Linked DNA regions of Anas platyrhynchos: region 2 is linked to region 1. Evidence: chromatin contacts called from public Hi-C data. All regions are on one chromosome and are shown on one strand. The core of a region is the stretch at or near the end of the contact, and the rest is flanking DNA. Distances in the headings are between cores, read along the strand shown.

Evidence for each region. A called contact is a pair of places that touch in the nucleus more often than the background predicts.
Region 2: a contact with region 1 is called in a Hi-C map of skeletal muscle, with 2.3 times the contacts expected there. The contact joins the enhancer-like site here to the promoter of NSMCE4A in region 1. A contact is called at or near these places in 3 of 8 Hi-C or Micro-C datasets (liver, skeletal muscle and subcutaneous adipose tissue).

The regions. Positions count from the first base shown.
Region 1 is chr6:36,665,567-36,671,519 of IASCAAS_PekinDuck_T2T, reverse strand. NSMCE4A (NSE4 homolog A, SMC5-SMC6 complex component) reads left to right here and starts at 2,616. Exons shown (of 11, transcript XM_027460511.3): 1 at 2,616-3,057; 2 at 3,964-4,044; 3 at 4,628-4,758; 4 at 5,844-5,953. The coding sequence starts at 2,763.
Region 2 is chr6:36,771,397-36,777,349 of IASCAAS_PekinDuck_T2T, reverse strand. It overlaps TACC2 (transforming acidic coiled-coil containing protein 2), which reads right to left. Exons shown (of 24, transcript XM_072039875.1): 11 at 5,855-5,915; 12 at 4,653-4,860; 13 at 997-1,058; 14 at 27-142. Among named protein-coding and RNA genes, the nearest start is that of PLEKHA1, 67 kb to the left of the region's middle. Within about 2 kb of position 3,074, at least 2 of the 8 cell types and tissues checked have an H3K27ac peak or open chromatin away from gene starts, as enhancers often do.

The DNA.
Region 1 (5,953 bases), core at 1,367-3,866:
ATCCTCTGCAACACAAACACGGAGTAGGAATTAGGAATAGCGCCCAACTTCTGTCTCACACATAGCTGTGTAGCACGTGCTGTGACAGACTGGTCCACATGGAGAACAGCAGAAGGCTTCTCCTCTCCTCCTACCACTCCCAAGTGACATATGTAGCTTCAGTGAAAGAGGTTTTTGTGATGAAACTGAAAACTGATTTCACATTGCACTCCACTGATCCATGTGGGGAGGTCTTTCTTCCCATGTAAATACAAGCTGCTGAAGGACTGCAATGGTAATTGTTGAAATCATTTTATAGTGCGCAATATTCTTGTTAAAAGTGAATTTGTATGCTGTGCAGTATTTGTCGTGCCATTCTGCTTTTTAGTGTTTAATTTTTTGTTAATGTGGGTTGCCTCTTTTAGAACACTTTGCCATTTTATTGTACACTCGAGACAAAGAACAGTCTGTGGGATGTTTTGCTCTTGTACCCAATGAGTAAAAGGCCCTGCTTGTCTAAGCACCAAGAAAGGTCAAACATGGATTTCAAGAAAGCAAGCATCATCTTCAGAAACAAGATTAGTGTTTGTATGAGACTGGATACAACCCCATTTCCTCAGCAAGGCACCGAACCCTCCAGCTTGTACTGAACCTTTCCCTGTGCCTTGCACCCACCTCAGCATTTTGCATTTTGCTCTGCATTTCAAAGTCCTTGGAACAGGGAACATTTCTTACTATTTGTGCATTGCACTGTACAATGGGCCCCAGTCTTGTTTGGATCCTCTTGTGAGACTTTTTGTGTTAGGGTCTAAAAGCATATTGCTCATAATCAACTTGAGACACAAATTTGACAGCACGCTACTAGTCACACAAAGAATAGGAAATTGTTTAATAGCCAGAACTATAAGTCGACCTTTTGTATTGAAAACCAAAATAGTTTAAAAATATATTTTGAAAGATCATTTATGCATATTTTACAGTCTGTAGTCCAGCAGAAGTAGTGATTTGGGGAAGACAAGGTAGATCCATGGCACTACATTAAATCAGTCTCACCTATGAAGATGTTTTAGAATACCTGCTAAAAATACTCTAACAAAACTCTGTGATGATTAAAGCAACACAATAGTATTAATCACATAATGAAGTACAGTGAAATCTATTTATATTTTGCAGGATTAATTTGAACTTATAAGCAGAGAAAACTACAAATATATTCCTAGGTTGCTTGCAAAGAAAAGGTATATGCTTACATTTAACAAAGTTCTTAAAAATCAACTTTTAATGTTCAGTGTTGTTCCTCTAATGGTGTATTATAATAAAACTTATAATTTGGAATTTCTGTGTCAAATTACATAGGGTAAGCATTTTAAAAAGACAAAATATTGTGGTGTATGTTGCCTTTGAAACCATGTTTTTGGTTAAAGTCACCATTTATGATAACTTTGTTGGAGTCAACGGATTCACACAAGCAATTTATTTTGATGGGCAATCCACTTGCATGGATCAGCACAGTTCCTGGGCAACATTTATACAACAGTATTTGTACAACAGTTCTGATGGTTATGGTCAAGTATGAGAAAATAAGTGCCCATTTGCTGGGCTACTGCTCCCAGGTGGAAGCCAGATCCAGCATCACAAGCCCAACCCTAATGATGCTGGTACAGGGAGAAGAACAGAACGAGAGAGGTGAAATTATCTACTAAAATAAGGGTTTGGTCTGTAACATAAACTCATTCCTCATTAAATTAAAATTTTAATATAGCTGAATTTTCTGGACTTGTTTGGGATCTTGTTCTGGACTTGGTTTGGGATCGTTTAAAAATACAGACTGTTATTTCTTCCAGCCTGGTAAATTAATAGCATGCATTCTCTCATCTAACTTTGGTGTCTTTTGTATAAACTATGCTGCTGCTCCTAATTAACTAGCTTACCTGTCTGTTCCACTTCAGAGCATGCATTTGTTAATGTATGTGTAATATAATGTGTTTGTATTTGTATTTGTTAATGTATGTGTGGTATAATGTATGTTAATGTATGAGCACAGACCTTTACTTAGTGACTAATTAATCTATGTGTATTATATTGGTCTATTCTCCCACATGCCTGGTGACAGGACGAGGGGGAACAGGCTAAAGTTGCGCCAGGGGAGGTTTAGGTTGGATATTAGGAAGAACTTCTTTACTGAGAGGGTTGTGAGGCATTGGGATGGGCTGCCCAGGGGAGTGGTGGAGTCACCATCCCTGGAGGTCTTTAAAAGATGTTTAGATGTTGAACTTAGCGATATGGTTTAGTGGAGGACTTGTTAGTGTTAGCTCAGAGGTTGGACCGGGTGATCTTGAGGTCTCTTCCCACCTAGATGGTTCTGTGCTGTGTCCAGTGGAGATGCTCAGTCAGGTGCCTGATCCCTTTGCCTGCAATTTTTACCTCATCTTCCCCTCAGATATCAGAAAAGCTCGAAAGCAGATGAAAGATGTGGCGGTATTCCCCACGGATTTATTCCCCACGGCTTTATTCACCACAACTTCCCACCCCTAACCCCAGCCAAAGCTCGGAGCCCCCCCTCAGCCGAGCTGCGGGGCAGGTGCCGCCTCTGGGAGCCGCCTCCATTGGCGTCGCCGCGCGGGCGTCGCCCCCTGCCGGGGCCGTTCCGCCATAGCCGCCCCGCTCCCGCTCCGCCATTGAGGCTGGGCGGGAAGCCGCCGCCGCCCGTTGCTCCCTCAGCTCGGGCCGCGGCCGCCATTTGCCGCCGCCGCGGGGGCTCGGCCCCTGCCTTGCCGGCGGCGATGTCGGAGGCGGGCGGCAGCGGCGAGTCCTCCCCGCGGGGCTCCGAGCCGGGCTCCGGCCGCTTCTCGCTGCCCCTCGCCTCCCAAAACGGCTCCGCGGAGCAGCGGCGGCGGCGGCGGCTCTCCAGCAGGCTCGGCCGGCCGCCGGCCGTCGGGGAAGACGAGGAGGAAGAGGAGGAGGAGGAGGAGGAGGAGGGAGGAGGAGAAGGGCCGCGGAGGGCGGAGGGCAGCGCGGACGAGCGCAGCCGGAGGATGATCCGCAACCAGTACCGGGAGCTGATCTGCAGCGTGCAGCGTGAGCAGCGGGGCTGGGGGGCCCTCACCCCTTACCCATCCCCCCCAGGCCTCCTGGCAGTGCTGGGGGGGCTCCTGCCCAAACGGGAGGAGGGGTTTCGGCTGCTGCCATGTGCAGGGGTTGTGTGTTTGTAACGTTGGGACCCTTCCCGCTCGAGGAGGCGCTGCCGGGTGGAGGAGGATGTGGTGTGGGTTTCTGCAGCCTCGCTGTGTTTGTAGGGCTGTTTGATAAGAGAACACAGCACAGTTTGTGGACGGTGACTGTATATATATAAGAAAAGCAACTGTGTTATGTCCAGGTATTGAGCACGCTCTTAAACGAACGTACATAGCTGTTGGGAATTGCACATCTCAAAGCCTTGTTAAATTGTACTCACATCATTACACACAAGTAAGTTGTTTCGCCTGGTGATCTTCAGAAATCACCAGGCATACATTTTTCCCTTTCTTCTATATTTATTTTTTTCCTGGAAGTCCCTGATTAATGTGAACATATAACATGAATGACACCAAGAAGGCTACAGTTTGGCACAGGTACAGGTGTTTAGCTGGGACTAACAGGAATCGGATCCACCGGGTTGTGAGCAATTAAATGAGTTTTGGAGTGGTGAAATTGATGCACGTACCTAACACAACTTCAGTAGATGGTGCAGTTCCACGTAAATTCAGCTGCATGAATCATATTCCTTTGAAATAAATGGAAAATTGCCCCTTCAAACCAATCTAATGCATTAGCATTAATAAGAACAGAGACTAAAAATCTTGCAGTGAATCTTTGACTGTATTCCATATCTGTTATTTATAAAGGAATACAAGCAAGACAGTTTTGAGTAAGGAGTAAATGTGTATTTCTTGGTGCTTCCATATTTAAGTGATTTAGGATTTCATTTGTGTCCTGTCCACCTAGAAAACCGTGAGGATGTGCTGAGTTCGAAAAGCAACAGACTGACAGAAGCTTTGGAAGAAGCCAATAAACTGTTCAGTGGAGGTAAAACAAATTCTGTAGTCCTTGTTAGACATGATTGCTTGAGTAAATAACGTCTTAATAAACAAAATGGCAAGAAGATGAAGTTTATATCCAAGTACTTTGGCATAAAAAATAATGTATAACTCGAAATAGATTTGTTAAGCTGAAGAGGAATTGTTTGAATAAGGTTATATGGGAAAACAAATTTCTCTTTTTTAATGTTTATTTGCAGTTAGAAATGCTTCTTGCTTTATGTTGACTTTCTAGGAAAACATACATAAGTAGTACCCAAGATGTTAGTGTAGGTAGGCTTGTTTCACTTGGAGAGAAGCAAAAAAAACTGTCAATGAAATACACTCTTGATTTTTCAAGATAACTTGTTAGTTCTCCATGCTTGCCTTTGCCAGGCTTATCCTCTACTTTTTCTTTTTTTTTTTAAATGTAAATATGAGTATTCTGTAAGAAATTGCACTACAGCCTGCACTTGAATTCATTGCAATAAGATGATTTAGAGAATATCCTGGGTATAGAGCTTTGTTTGCTGAATTTCATTGTTTCTGGCAATGGCTTGTTATTAATATACAGCCTTTTTCTTCTGTAACAGTTTTGTGTGCACGAGAGGCTGCGCTGGATGCTCAATTTCTTGTCATAGCATCAAATCTAGGAAAGGAGAAAGCTAATGAGTTGCGCTCAGAGATGACAACATTTGAATCACTAACATTTGCAGAAGACTTGGTAAGTTCCAGACTCAGAATTTACCAGCAGTTTTGCTAGAGGTTTACCCTTTTTGTTATAGAATCATAAAAAATTGTCAGGCAGTACCTGACAGTTCTGAAATAATTTAAGTCTTCCCATGAATTTCTTTGATTAACTCTGTGGTTAGTTTTGTTAACTGTTTTAAATAATGGATTCAGCATTTCCAATTTGCGTAGGGGAAAATCTTACCTTGCAAATGTAGGCATCTCCTCTGCCCCTGCTACTTTATCACGGTTTTGTCCGTTCGTGCTCTTATGATAGCCTTTTATGCTTTCTTTTACCATGTTCAGTAGTTTCACATTAGTTAACTAGTGTCTTTATCTTGTCCAATGCTACATTTGTTTTTGGATGAAGTTTTCAAGGTCCTTTGTGACTCATAGAATGGGACTTTGTGTTATTTGGACATGTAGACATGCCATGATTGACTGCTTTAATCATGGATGGATGGAAGAATGGATTCACAACAGCATTGAAACATTCTTCAAAACATAAAAGGCTGTACTTAATCTCTAACTTTTGTTGTCATCTGTAATATAAGAAACAGGTTAATTGAGGGAGGGGAATGCATTTCTTTTGTTCTAATGAAATACTGGGAAATATAAGACTGATTTATACCTGAAAGTTTAAGATCTCTTGAAATGAGATTTAACTTCAGTCCCCATTTGCTTGCGGTCCATGCATTTCTCTTACGTGGTGTTTCTGTTTTGGCTGACTTCTGTGAAGAACTACAAGTCATTCACTTCTAAATGAAAATATTACATTGCTAAGTACTAAGACTGGATTTTGTCATTTAGCTTATATAAAAATGTATCTAAGTTTAGGGATTTAACTCCTTTTAATCAAAGGGAATTAAATATCAGACAGTGTAGCTCTTGATTGTATACGTCAGAAATCCAAATGTGCTTTTGTTTTCACTATCTTCAGGAAAGTCAAGGTCCATTTGTTATACAGTGATATTAAATACTAATTTAGCAGGACAGACACCATAACACAGTATTTTACCATTAATCTGTGTATTCATCTTTTGTGAAGCAAATTTTCATTACAGTTTTTTTCTTTTGTAGCTAACATTCATGGGTATAAATCGTATAGAAGTAGATGGAAATGATAGCGATACCGAGAACGTTTCAGCTGGCTATTTACCTAGTAATGCCTGGCATAAGCTGGGAGAAGA
Region 2 (5,953 bases), core at 1,825-4,324, 110 kb before region 1:
TGCTGAATTTTATTGCAGCAACATACCCTGAGCACGGCGTCGTGGAGTCAGACAGCCTGATAGGAGGTGACTTGACTGGGCTCTCTTGCTGTGCATCAAACATCAGGTATAAGGATTGTTTCTTCGGGGTGCTGTCATCCTGCTGGCAACAGGAAAAGGAAGACTCATTAACCAATTCAGCCATTCTCCATTAAAGTTAATTCACTGCTTTAAGTGACCGAATGACTTGACAAACAGCTAACAATATAGGACTGTAATCCAGCCCAGGCTAACTGATACTGAGATGATCCCTGTAAGAAAGAAACCATAAAAGAACGTAACCTAAACAGTTCATTCTTTGCAATGGCTCTTCCTCTCCCACTTCAGAGCTAATCAGATTTCTGGTCCTGTCAGGCAGGAGGCACCTGTTAACTGAAAATTACCAAAATATTCATTGAAATTAACATGTTCTCATCAGTTTATGCACCTGACATACACACTTTATTTATTTATTTATTTATTCATTTAAGTCCCCTGTGGATATGCCCCCACTGGATCTAGTCAAGCTACCAAATCCATGAATTAAATGGAAGGCCAAACAACTCCTAGCATATAGTACTGCATTCCATATTTCACCTTCATTCTTAATTCTGTCAGAATTCCCTCAATCTTCCGAAAAGTTTTACTCTTGGTTTCTTAAAATAGCTCAGTAGCTGGTGTAGACAGCTCTCTACTCTACACCGCTGGGACTACTGAGTTGCTTTTAATCTCCAAAAAAAGAACTACTATGATACTAGTTTAAAAATAAAATAATAAAATGGAACAAGCTCTACGAGATATAGGACAACAAAGCACATGCAATTTACCCCAGCTATGCCAATTTAAAGGAGATGGGTTTGTAAATCTGCTTCAGGCACATTATAATTAATTTAAGGGGTAGTGAGGTTGATGGCATTATCAGGATAGTGGGTTATGACAAGGGAATGCAAATGAATGGAAATGGAAGTGAGAACTTACAGGCACAGAGGAGCCAATTTTCTCCATATATTCTATTTCATATGAGTTGCCATATTCCAATTCTGTAACAGAAACAAAAAAGAGCCATTAAATACATGCCATGAATTAATTTTTGCATAAGTAAATGAGAATTCTCATTTACGAGGGCCATTCCCATTCTGAAATTTTAATCTGGTACTTTTCCATGAGATGTTAAAAATAGAATATACAGAGAGAACGCAGAAGATGTACTTGCACCGATTTTCGACAATGAATCTATGACACACATCAGGCAAATGGAGTTGCCTGGAAAAATTCTGCTTTATCAGCTTGCCCAAGATTTTGCCTCAGAGCTCAGAATATTAACAAAGTTTCAGAGCACTTCCTGAGCAGATAACTTTCCCCTATTGTGTTATCTTATCACAGAAAACACGTTTTTCAATTATTTGTAATGCTGCTTCCAGTTTCCTGTAACATACAGAAAAAAAGATAGCTGTTGTAAAATAAAATCACTTCTGTTTCTTAATGTATATCACACAGTTCTTACTTAAGAAGGACAACTGGGGTATCACGCGAGATAAAGAGATGTATAAAATAACGCATAAAATAGCTGCATGCTCACTGAACAAGGGGTAAGACAACGGCCCACTTTACTTGCCTGGTTTTGTGTTTAAGTTATGGAGGAAAAGCCTGAGGCAGGAAGGTTTACAAAGAACCCTAAATCTAAACCCTAATAAAAATGCAAATCTTTACTGCTGCTGTACTTCTAATCTCCTAATTACACTAGAGGGAATAACCAGCATTTCCCTTCAACCCATGGTCACCAAGGAGTGAGCTGATACAGAGGAAGACAGATAAAACACAGCAAACTGGAAAGGAGAGCATACCTTGCTGCACGCAAATAAAAGCAAAGACTTTGTTCAGTGACACTTACACTTAAAAAATAAAAGCATCATTAATTTGTCCTAATTCTGCATTTTACCCTGCTGTCATGAGTCTGACAGTAACCATCATTAGAACATGTGCTCTTTACAAACAAACCAGCCCTAAAGATATCCTCTTACCTGTTATGTTTTGTTTTGAATAAAAAGCCCCACAGAATACAAGAAGCCCCAGTCTATTTATTTTATAGGACAACCACTGAGGAGGAACAGCCACAAACTCACAGTAACTGACCTCTGGGAGACATCAACAGTAAAATGACTAAGCGAAAAGAATGTTATAACAGCAGGCTCCTCTCATTTAAATTCCTGGCACTGGATGTTTTAATGGCAATCAGAAGCCAGGTAAGACAGACAACCTTGTGTCAGGTACCAGACACAAGCCCCTACCTAGTGAAAGCAAAACCCAACCTGAAACAAGGAGATGGTAACAACCTTCTGGATGTCTTACTGCAGGAGAAACCAAGAACCTGTCTGTGTGTATTTCATTTACCTGCACACAGCCCACGAGGTGCACCACGGCTGCTTGTGGGCAGCTTTACGACCCCAGCCAGCCACGAGTGAGCACACAACCACGCTGCACAGGAGGAGGAGATGTGCTGCCACCATCCTCTGCTGGCACAGGTGGCCGTGATCCTGCAGCTGCCTGCAGCATGCCTGGCATTTGCAACCCCAACTGACTTTCGGGCCAACACGTATTTAACTTACTGAGTTCAGGCAGCAGAAGACAGATGGAAATACTTCAGCTAGGAACAAAAAGAACAACACGGCTCGCTAAACACAGCTTGTTTGATCTTGCTGGTCTGAGAAGTTTCCAGCACAATCACAAACCATCTTCTCTCCAAGGCATCTCCTCTAAGATACCATCTCCCCTCCAAAACCTCAGGCTCATTATCTCTGTACCTTTAAATCTACAAATGCGCAGGATACCCTATGAGGTAAGATAATTATCTTTCACAAATGCATACAACAGACTCACTACGTGATGTCCTCTATCTCCTCCTACAAATAGCTGCACAATTGCATCAGAATTTTCTGCTAATAATTACTGCTTATTTCTGGTCTGCGAAACACAAAAAAAGGCAGCAGTTATAAGCAGAGCACGCCGCAGATGAGAGCTGGATGTAGGGGCTGACTCAGTGGCTGGGCTGTGTCGGTACAAAAGCAGCGTTGGGTTACAGGACAGCAGTCACACCAGCGGCTGGGAGGGGTAAAAATATCTGCCCTGACAACAGCACTGGGATTACTCATATGACTCTTGAAGCAGCAGGAGCAAGACTGTCAAGGGAAGAAATTATTATTTTTAAGAGATCTGAAAAGCGGAAGCATTGTTGATTATAATTAGCACGTAATCTGAAACTGACTATACCATGCAGCACACATGAGACAAGACAATTAGCATTTAATTAGGAGCTTTGTGCACTTTCTTCTATCTCTTTGATAGCTCAAATGATTGCTGTAGAGTCTCTCTTGCTCTTCTTTTGTTCTAATTCCTTCCATAAAATTTATTTTTTTCCCAGATTTTGATGGTTATTTTCTAAAAAATATTTATTGTCTTAAAAATTTCTTTTATCACACGTTAAGTGAATCTGCTACCTAAAACTTCTCATTTGACTGGAAAACCAAATGGATTTACCCAGACTGAAATACTTATCTGAACAGAAGACTCAACAGATTTCCAAAAAGTCCAGGCCATGCAAACGCATGAGCACGTGCACATGAACATGTACGATCCCATTAAAACCGGTGTGATCATTCATGCCTTTTGCTGTCAGACACATTTGACTTAAAAGCTTAGCAATTTTTAATCAGGCAAAAACTCCTCAGACCCAGGCTAAAATGGTACAGAGCAGCTCTAGTGGCAGCCTGGGACTCGGGTCAAAAAGTCAGGAAAAATAACGAGGTCTGATCAAGAAGGAAAAGTTTAAGCCAAGTTAAACTCCTGCATTCCTCCCAGCCTCAAAGCTGACAAGCTGCCCTGAGAGCAGATGTTGCAGAGCCGTATTTCCTCTGGTAACCTCAGTGAAGGCCACACACACATTTCCAACTGGCTAAATTCTCTCTTCCACGTTTCACAGACCTGGAATGACAGCCCTCTTCACAGAAACTTCCAGCTTTGGCTTGCAACTGCTTATAGGAAGGTACTACAGGAAAAATCGTAATAAGCTGCCATAGAAGGTGATATTGCCTGGCTCCTCAATGGCTGCTGTCTTCCACAGGGATATCCTGGACATTTCTGTGCATAAAGAAACCTGGATCCGAGAAGCCTGGAGGGGAGGTGGTATGTTAAGGGTCTTAAAGCACAACCTTTGAGCAGGGTTTTAACATTGGGCCTTCAATACTAGAGCACATTTACTGCCACTCACATTACAGGAACAAGCTCAGGCAAAACCATTGGCGCAGTGACCCTGGATCTAAGAGTGCTAAACAAGAGCAGTTTCAGCCACTGGTCTCCTGTGATGACACAGAGAGAGCAGGTAGCATGCACAGAAGAACACAGCATGTCTATAATAACCATAAAAAGACAGAAAAAGTCAATTTTCTCCAAAAGACCCCTTCATTTTCCTTTGAGCTGCCTCTCTACTGTCTCTTGAAAACACAAGATAGAAGAATTTGGGTTATTAATTCAGCTCCCCATAACTACCAAGTTCCTCAAACTGGTCCAAAGAGCATCATTTTTTAGGGCTGCTAAAAAGTAACATTAGCTGGGTGCAGACAGTCCTGCATAAAGCATACCCTCGGTAGGAGAGCTGAATTTAGTCTCATTAACAAACGTAGACAGATCAGACGGCTGCGGGTAATCCTGCTTGTCCGTGTTCAGGTCCACAGTCATGCAGGTCCACTTCTGACTGGTCACCGAAGACGCCAGTTTCTCCTCATCTGTCGCATGAACCACCGTGGATATGACAGGAGGTGTTTCTGGAGTAGGCAGTGGGGTGGGATCCTGCAGAAAACAAGGGCTGATTAATGCTCTTCTCTTCCATTAAGAGGCAGAATAGTCAACGCTGAATTCCTCTGCCTGACCATGGTCATCTTTTTAATTCCGTGCTCTTCACTGCAGCCCTGTGTAAAATCCTTACAGAAAAATATGAAGCGTTTCACTGGGAACTGTACTAGTGACAAGTCCTCCTAGTGTAAATAAACTCTCTGATGATAAACACTCATGTTGCAAAGCTGCCTTGATAACAAGGAAGAAAGAGAACCCAGAATGGTTTAAATCTGTCAGGCACTTGACATAAGTGGCACCCATCACCCGTGGCAGAAGTCCCTGAGTAGCTACACGGACTTTTTAGGCTTCCCTCAAATGAGCAAGCCTGCCTAGGGCTGAGAGGTCAGGAACCCTTTCTTCACTTCTCTGCTGTCGATAAAAGGGGAGGACAGCCGAGGGGAAGATGAAAGCAGCACGGAAGGAGCCGTGCTGCATCAAAGCAGTTGGGCTCTTACACACAGAGCAGCTTTTGTTAACTCCTCTTCCAAGAAAGCCACCTGCTGGCTGTTTACGACAAGGAATAAAACCATCCAAGCACATGCTCCTGGTAGAGCAGCCCATGTGTTTTATTTCTGTTTTCCTTCCAGCTCACCAGCTTTATGCGTTCAGTTTCTCACCTTCTGATATCAATTTTCCAAGGTGGGCAGTTAGCTTCATTTTTCAGACTGATACCTGACTTAAAGATATATATTCATCTTGCTGCTCTGTTGTAATGTAGGGCTTCCCAAAGTATGTTCAGAATAGTCTATTTGCATTTCCAGGGCTAAAATACATCATATGCAGGCCAAAAGTCTGATACCTTATGATTATAGGCCTACGTGCTACGCTTGGACATCAATATGCTTATATTCTTTACATCAACTCTTCTATTACTAAATTCTATATTTAAGTAACTCAAATTTCTCTCCAAGAATACAATTACATGGATCACAGTGGTACAGTACTTTACCTGAGAAGGAGGATCGGATAGCGGGGATCTTTTTGGTGATTTTTTCACCCTAAAAGTATCACTAAAAATAGAATTAAAACAGTTAATATGGTAATACCA